Regions from separate parts of the Mus musculus genome. Here regions 2 and 3 are each linked to region 1. Evidence: chromatin contacts called from public ChIA-PET and Micro-C data. All regions are on one chromosome and are shown on one strand. The core of a region is the stretch at or near the end of the contact, and the rest is flanking DNA. Distances in the headings are between cores, read along the strand shown.

What was found. A called contact is a pair of places that touch in the nucleus more often than the background predicts. ChIA-PET counts read pairs in DNA pulled down with a chosen protein or histone mark.
Region 2: a contact with region 1 is called in a Micro-C map of embryonic stem cells, with 4 times the contacts expected there. The contact joins the promoter of R3hdm1 here to the promoter of Mgat5 in region 1. A contact is called at or near these places in 1 of 39 promoter capture datasets (the SN4741 cell line), 4 of 484 Hi-C or Micro-C datasets (CD4 T cells, CD8 T cells, embryonic stem cells and 1 more) and 2 of 115 datasets of contacts at active chromatin or transcription factors (craniofacial prominence and thymic regulatory T cells).
Region 3: a contact with region 1 is called in an RNA polymerase II ChIA-PET map of memory CD8 T cells, with 12 read pairs. The contact joins the enhancer-like site here to the promoter of Mgat5 in region 1. A contact is called at or near these places in 5 of 115 datasets of contacts at active chromatin or transcription factors (bone marrow-derived macrophages, double positive thymocytes, embryonic stem cells and 2 more).

The regions. Positions count from the first base shown.
Region 1 is chr1:127,203,649-127,206,290 of GRCm38.p6, reverse strand. Mgat5 (mannoside acetylglucosaminyltransferase 5) reads right to left here and starts at 1,305. Exons shown (of 18, transcript NM_145128.3): 1 at 864-1,305.
Region 2 is chr1:128,101,981-128,104,622 of GRCm38.p6, reverse strand. It overlaps R3hdm1 (R3H domain containing 1), which reads right to left and starts at 1,317. Exons shown (of 27, transcript NM_181750.2): 1 at 1,140-1,317. Zranb3 (zinc finger, RAN-binding domain containing 3) reads left to right here and starts at 2,152. Exons shown (of 21, transcript NM_027678.3): 1 at 2,152-2,370. It also overlaps the pseudogene Gm29383.
Region 3 is chr1:127,795,223-127,797,864 of GRCm38.p6, reverse strand. It overlaps Ccnt2 (cyclin T2), which reads right to left. Exons shown (of 9, transcript NM_028399.1): 5 at 2,548-2,610; 6 at 1-24. Among named protein-coding and RNA genes, the nearest start is that of Ccnt2, 22 kb to the right of the region's middle. Within about 2 kb of position 1,349, at least 40 of the 459 cell types and tissues checked have an H3K27ac peak or open chromatin away from gene starts, as enhancers often do. A contact at or near this core is called in bone marrow-derived macrophages, memory CD8 T cells and microglia, where this site is marked.

The DNA.
Region 1 (2,642 bases), core at 56-2,555:
TCACAGGCCAGGCAGAGGCCGAGGGACGAGAAAGGGTGAACAAGAGGGTACAGAGATTCCCCACTCGCACACCCCCTACCCCCAATTTAGCGAGCTGCGGCCCCAAAGGGGACCAAAGAGGCTGGCCTGGCGACTCGGCAGGAAGTTCCCAGGACCGCACTGAGCATGCTCTGGGGGAGTGTGTACGCGGGTGTCGCCCTTACATCCCGCAGCCTCTGCCATCTCCCAGTCGTGGGTGCACGCCGGCAGGATCGCGGCCGGGGCGGGCTGTCCCTAAGGCTCTCTAGGTTACGAAGGGTCTTCTTGACCTTTCAGCCTGGAGCTTTGGATCTTTATATCCCTTCTCCCCAGGGACCTGGGGTCCCACTCTTCATTCTTCCTTCCAACTGGCTCAAGGCACATCTCACGCTGAGCTCTCGGATCCCCAGGACCCTAGCCCGGCCCACGCTGGCATCCTGGTTTCTGGTTTCATCGCGGTCCCAGCGTCCAAAATGCCAATCTCAGCTTCTCGCCTCCAGCCCACGCCACCCGAGCCCCTTCTGGACAGTTCCTTGGAAGCCTAAAAGCCTCAGAGGCTAGAGAAGATCTTCGGGGTCCCATGAGAGGGGATGCCTCTGAGCAGGTGGTGGACCCTCCAAGCGGGTCCCTCGGTTGTACTCTGGGGTTCCCACCCCCGTCCCAAATCAAACACGGCCAGAACATCCACCCACGCAGCCCCCGGTGTCAGCGTTGGGCCGGATAAGGGCTGCCTCATCTCCCCTAACATCCCCCACGCGTCCCCCCGCGATCCACAGTCCGTGCATCTCCCCGAAGGGGGATGGCGAGCTTCTGAATCGATCGCTCGACCCTGCAGCAGCTCTTACCTGCTAGTAGGGGAGCAGCAGAAGCACCATCAGTAGCAGTCGGGTTCACTCTCCAGCAGCCTTGCTCCAGGAACAGAGGTCCCAGGCACAGCCAGGAGCGGGGTCAGAGCGCCCCCTGAGACTGAGATGCGGCTACCTGGGCTAGATCGAGCCTGGGGCCGCCGCCGCCACCGCGGGAGCCGCAGGGCTGCCGGGCGAGCGGGCCTCGGCAGGGACGGTCTGAAAACTACCAGCCCTGTCGGGGCCGTGCGCAGCGCGTCCACCTTCCGCCCCTAGACGCAAGCAGGGACGTTCCTCCTGAGTCCAAACGATCAGGACAGAATGGTTAGGAGATCTTTTCGAGGTTTCTGCTACCCTTCCCGGATCGACCTACCCAACTTCTCTCAGCTTCTAGGCTCGCGCCGCTCTCCAAGGCAAAGGGATTCCGGGCCACGGACGTTCCGCAAATTCCCCGCCCACCCCGGCAGAGCGCTCAGCCAATTCGGAACGCCTCGGCTTCTCGGGGATCGTCTGCAAACTCTAGACCCTGTACAGGAGGACTTGAAGCCGCTCCATTCCGCAGCCCAAGGAGAAACAGGCAGAGAGCTAGACCGAGGGAGCTGAGTAAATAATACTCTAGCAAGGTCAGGGGCAGGGTACAATTACTGTTACATACAGTGCATTCTCCAGAGTGATGGTCTCTGGGCCTCCTCAGGACAGGGACCTTTCAGGAGTGAAACCAGTGGGGAGGAGATGGCGGGCTCAACTGTTTAGGGGGTCTTGCCAACTTTTAACAAACGCCCTGAGCTCCATTTTTATACTTTATAGAGTAGATTGGCAAAAACAGTAGGAATTTCTGTCCCGTGTCTTTTTTTTTTTAACTGAACAGATTTGTATTTGTTTATTTTGTGATGGGGGGGGGGGGGGGTGGTGCAGTCTTACCTAACCCAGACTGGCCTCGATGAACTTGCTTTTAACAGAGCATACCCTCGAACTCTGGATCTTCTTGCCTCCATCTCCTGAGTACAGGAATTACAAGCATCACACCCTTGGCTTTGGTGACCCTGAGCAAGTCATTTATCCGGATCCTCTTAGCGGCTCTATTAATGAGGGCAATAACGGCTGCTCCATGACATTATTGTGAAAATGTAATGAAATATTTGTAAAGGGTTTGGCAGTGACTGGTACACAGTAGGCACACAATTTTTCTAATGTGCTTCTTTTTCTCTGCTCAGTCTGCGTTTTATGAGCAGCCTGGACAGCTTAACACCGTACTCTTGTAAATTCAAACAGAAATAAAACACATCTCCTGCCCTGAGGGCACCACAATGAAACACTGACTAGCAAGCAATATTCAATCGGCCACCCTCCAGGGAGCTGGCCGTGCATTTACATCACGGAGCATTATAGATCCTGGTTAAGTGTTGTCTGGAATGGAAGGAGGGTGGACTGATGGATTACCCGGGGTGTAAATGACAGGAAGTTCTGCTCCTGTGAGCCATCGCTATATCCAGTTACAGTAGAAGGGTTTATCCTGCAGAATTTCTTCAACCTTGTTTCACAGCTCCGTTCTTAGGCTAATTTCACCCTAACTTGCCCCCCTCCACATCCCCGGCAGAATTATTTTAAACCTGGGGATTATAGAATTTTGGATTTTTTTTTTTAACACTAGAAACAATTTAGTTCCTCTTCTGCGTTTTGTGAAGTAGCCCTCTCGGCTACACAGCCAGTGAGTAAGAGCTCTTGACACCCAGGTCCTTCATAGAACACACCTGTGGTGTTGTCTCCTGCTTGGAGCAC
Region 2 (2,642 bases), core at 68-2,567, 900 kb before region 1:
TCAATGACATTTAAATTTAAGAGGTTTCTTTAGCTGGGCGATGGGGGGCCACACCTTTGATCCCAGCTCTTGGGAGGCAGAGACAGGTGGATTCTGTGAGCTCAAGGCCAGCCTGGTCTACATTGTGAGTACCAGGACAGCCAGGGCTACACAGAGAGACCCTGTCCAGGGAAAAAATCTAAAATAAAGGGGAGTATGGTATGAGATTCTTTAACGTGACCCAGCCAAACTATAACCTTAGGAGTGGGATATGTGTGTTTGTGTGTATTCATTCATGCTAGAAATTCTATTTTTACCTCTTCAGAAATGCACCTTATTATTTAGTAAGCAGCACTGCTTTGGAAGATACCTCTTCACCTCTAACTAGTTTAGGGGACTTGCTCTCTCAGGACCCAATTCACAGAAGTCACAACAGCCAAACCCAATTTTGTTTCTCCTTAAAAGCAACTTCAGACAACAGTGACAATCTCTGGTACATAACCACAAGAAGAAAAAAAAAAAAACTTCTAATATACAGGGATGGAAAGGGGGGAGGGGGATTTACATCATAACGTCCCCCGTAGGTTCGTCCATCAACGACCAAGGCTCTGACAGTCATTCAACTTTCTTGCTAATTTCCCCACTGTGTTTTTTCTAGCAGTACGGGCAGTACGGGCACGACGTGCTGTTTCCCTTTTGGTGTGTGTGACAATTCCCCGGAGCGGGGGTATCAGCCCCGGGCATCTGGTCCAGGCCCCGGAGAACAGTTCCGCGAACGGTCCCTGCTCCAGCCTGGCCTGACTATGTTGCTTTTCCCCTCCGTCCTCCCCGGATCTCCAGGGCTCGCAAGAGCAGCAGCTGCAGCAGGGACGCTCGGGAACCTGTCCCCAGCTCCCCCGCTAGGCCTCAAGGGGTTGGCGCTGCACATGGCCCCCAGCGAAGCGGCGGGCACCGCGCGGTGGAGGCGACTAGAGGGCTCGCCTCAGAACCCGACGGCCCCTGGCGGGCCGGAGGAGAGGGGAGGGACGCCGTCTCCTCAGCGCTTAGCTCCCCGGCTGCCTCACTCTCCCGCTCCGTTAGCGCTACCGGTTGGCGGGCGGGGGAGGGGAGCGAGCGCGTTATTCCCGGGGCGCCGCGGGGGAGGGGACAGCATCTCTTACCCGCGTTACTGAGAAGGAGCAGGAGGAGGTGGCGGGAGCGCGGCACAGCGGGGCGACGGCGGGGCCGGCTGGTTGCAAGGTAGAGTCTCACGGAAGGGAATTAACCCCATCACCAGCCCGGACACCGGCTCCAGCGGCAGCCGCGGCGGCAGAATCCCGCCCCTTCCCACCACGCACTGGCCCCGCCTCTCCGTCGCGTTGACGGAAAGCAGCCTACCTCATACGCTAGGTCAACATTAAGTGACATACAAATTATCCAATCAGCGTTTGAAAACCACTTTCGCTCCACCCCCATTATCACTGCGGGACAGCGGGAGAACGGGACTAAGTCTATCTCCACCCACAAAAGAAAAAGAACCAATCCCGGGCAAGTTGTCGTCCCTGAACGACGTAAGAGTCAACCAATGATAAAGCTAGGAGGACAGCCATTTTGCCCACTTGTGAAAGAGCCACCTTTCCCACGAGTAGAATCCTGAGGTGGGCGAGTTCCGGGCGATTTTAATCACTGGAGATGTGGTAGACAACTCTCTTTCTTCAGGGAATGATTATAGAGCTTTTTAAGGATGAAAGGACAATTTTGTCGTTCATGTGGGAAGATGAGAGGAAGGCTTTAAGGATGTGGCTCCGCCCCTTAGCGGTAACGGGTTCCAGGCTGAACACCTGGTTCCTCCAGTCTTAGTGGTGGAGGCAGGGCTTCTGAGCACTTTGGCTCCTGCGACTACAGTTCCCAAGATGCTTTGAGACCCTGTTTTCCTCATTTTGCTTCCGGTAGTGTTTCATGGGAATTGTAGTTCTTGAGAGGTTACGGTGTAACCTCCTTGTCTAGATGAGTAAGAGGAAATTTTTGAATAATTTGGAGTTGAGAATGAAGTCGCAAGGTTCTAGTCAGGTCTTTTCGCATCGCTAAAGGAAGGAGAATATAACAGGGTTGGGAATTTTCTCAACACATTACAATGTTTTAGAGTGCTGGTATTTGAACTCTTCCAAGTCTAGGTCATCCGTTTAACGTCACTTCCGCTTAGTTGAAGACGCTTGCAAAAAGTTTGGCGGGAGTTGAAGATTATGAAGCTAGTGCTGCATTTTGGCGGACTGTATAGGGCAAGAGATGGGAAATTGACTGCACTTTAATTGCGCTATAAGAAAATAGTGGGTAACAGTCGGGCGTGGTGGCTGATGCCTGTAACAGCTGGAAGCTGAAAGGTCGCCGCGAGTTCATAGCCTGGGCTACAGAGTGAGTTTTAAAACAGCTGGGACTACAGAATTCACCTTGTCTAAAATAACCCCCCCCCCCGCACTGCCCCCTCCCCCTAAAAAAACCCATCCAGAAATATGAAATGGCATGGGTGTAATTCTCGAGCCTGTAATGTAATTTTCTACTTTGCTACTTAGTCTTGCAGAGCCAGTGTTTATCAGATCTGTTCACTCTTGAGTTTGTAGAGGATGCTTTAATTTGCCTTTAGCTACTGTCTGTGAAGCAGCATAGGTTCATGTCCTGGAAGGTAT
Region 3 (2,642 bases), core at 100-2,599, 590 kb before region 1:
ATGTCTGTGCCAAATCCTTGCTTGCTGTAAGAAAAGAAAGAAGAACGAAGACAATATCATCAGCTTCAACATGTCAACATCACAAAAACTCTCAATACAACATCAAAGATTTGTACACAAAAAGTAAATTTTACTTACTACTTACAAATATCACAAGAGCGCCATCATTTTCTATACTACTGAAAATCTTCAACAACATTCACTCAAATGTTTCTTGCTATCCCCCATAGATCTGAGAAACAAGCCGATTTGCTTTTAGCTAGCCAGTTACAAGGGCTAAACTTGTTACTAAGTTAAGCATCTAGTCAGCTAAAAGTTGAAATAAAGCATTCTCCTGGATTAAAAAAAAAAAAAAAAACAACAAAAAAACAAACAACAAAAAACAAAAAGAAGAAGAAGAAAAAGATTTTTGAAGTCTAATACCAAATATGAAGAGTAGCCCGCCAAACTTAATCCTGTCATTATATTTAGGCTGGCTTAAATATTTCCTTCAAAATTGAGCAAAACAACCCCCACCCCAAACTTCTAAGAACATAATCTCAGTTCTTTATCATGTTATTATATATTGTTATTAGATATTAACAGAGTATAGGAAACTCCACTGTACTAATTTTTTAACTTATCGACTCCATTAGAGATAAAACCTAGAAAGAGGATTATTCTAGGAGGAGTGCTTCCGACACTGGTCCCCAACAGGAAAGCAGTTTTTAACTAGTTCCATAAGATACTAAACGGTTTCCCTTCCCCTACCCCATGCTCTTCCCACAGAGACCTGACCAGCCCCCACCCCTTCTGATCAAAAATCACTAGCCTGGCAGCCCCAAGCCCCACCCTCAAGGCCCCAAACTCTTTCCCCTCCTAGTTTTCACTCTTGGCACCTGTGATCCCTGCTGCCCCATGTGATCATCAAGGGAAGGTTTAACAAAAGGGATTGGGTCTGGCAGAGCTGTGCTAAGGAAGACTGTCAGAGCACCAGAGGTCTTGGAGGCAGTGTGACTTAAGTATGGTATTCTTTCCTGGTGGGGAGGGAAGGAGAGATCAGAGTGAAAGGTCCCTGGTAAAATGACATCAGTCAATTGTGCAGCAAAGTAGCAACTGTCTCATCTGGAGTGGGAAGTGAGGGTTTCGCACAAATCATATCTACCCACCACCACCACCCAACCAAAACCTCCATACAATAATAAAAACTCAATTGTGGTATCATGTTTCCTAAGGAACGTATCTAAATTCAATACAGGAAGGAATGTAAAGTGTTCTTGTTAGTTCAAAGTTGTAACAGAGCAAAGAGAACAAAGACAGTGAAGATAAAAGAAAATCTTTAAAGGGAGGAAGTACAGCCACCTCAAAGCTGAGTCAGAGGAACGAATGAAGGAACAAACACACATGCATGCGCACACACACACACACACATACACACACACACACACACACAGTATCCTGCACTCAAGGTTCAGGATATCAGACTTTAATAGAACATCAAAACAAAACTAACAAACAAAAAACCCCAAAACTTTGTGGGAATACATCAAATCTGTAAAGTATCTGTTTAAAATCCAGCCTTATTTAAAGGCAGTACCTTAGTAAGTAATATCTTTGTTAAACACACACTAATGTCTTTCTTCATTGTTCTTTAGGCTCTTGATTTAGAGCAAATTATGTGGTTTGCTAACTTGCACAGACTGGTTTACTCTTTGAAGCTTTCAATAAGACCAGCCCATATGCTTTTCTTTCAATGAGACCAGCCTATATGCTTTTCTTTCAATGAGACCAGCCTATATGCTTTTCTTTCAATGAGACCAGCCTATATGCTTTTCTTAACACGTACAGCTAATTGCTATTTGATTTGATACTTTACTGTAACTAGGGAAGCAACTGTGCTACAAAGTATATTTATATGCTTGTGAAGAATAGGAACCATAATTAAAATATTGTATTTTGCAAAGTGATTCTCTGGTAATGTGTGTTCCTAGTCTTAGAACTCTACTTTGTTAGCAAAGATGCTGGCTTGAAGCCTCTGGGCTTGCTTTCCAAAGCTGTTTTTTTTTTTTTTTTTTTTTTTTTTCAAAATAAAATGCTATCTAGAAGTAAAATGAATTCAATTTAGAATGACTGAGACTGTTAAGATAAATACTAAGTATGTGATCTCTCTCTCTCTCTCTCCAAAACCCCTGTGAGAGACCAAAACCACTGATTTTTGTTTTCAAAAGGACCAAAAGCACAGAAGCAGATCCCAGAAGCTGCGATGCACCATAAGCAATCCAGATGGGAACTAGAAAAGCAACACTGGCAGCCCGTGGGAAGGGCTCTTGCTCATAGAAGGTCTAACGGCATGAGAGTTGTTAGTTTTCTCCATTACCACACAAATGCAACCAAATGTACTTGGAAAAAACAGACAGAAGTAGATGACTAAGATACTGAACACTATTTCAAAATGACATTTGCACTTTTTAATAAAACCCAACATAAGGCTAGAATCCACAATATCCATACCAGTCCTAGAGGAAAGAAAGCACACCACTCATCCCAGATGGTTGAGGGACCACTCACCTCTTACTAACTGGGTGCATTTCACCACATCTGTGTGTGGGTGTTCAATGGTGATCTCAAAACCTGAAATGAAAAGCACTTTTTTTCCCAACTAC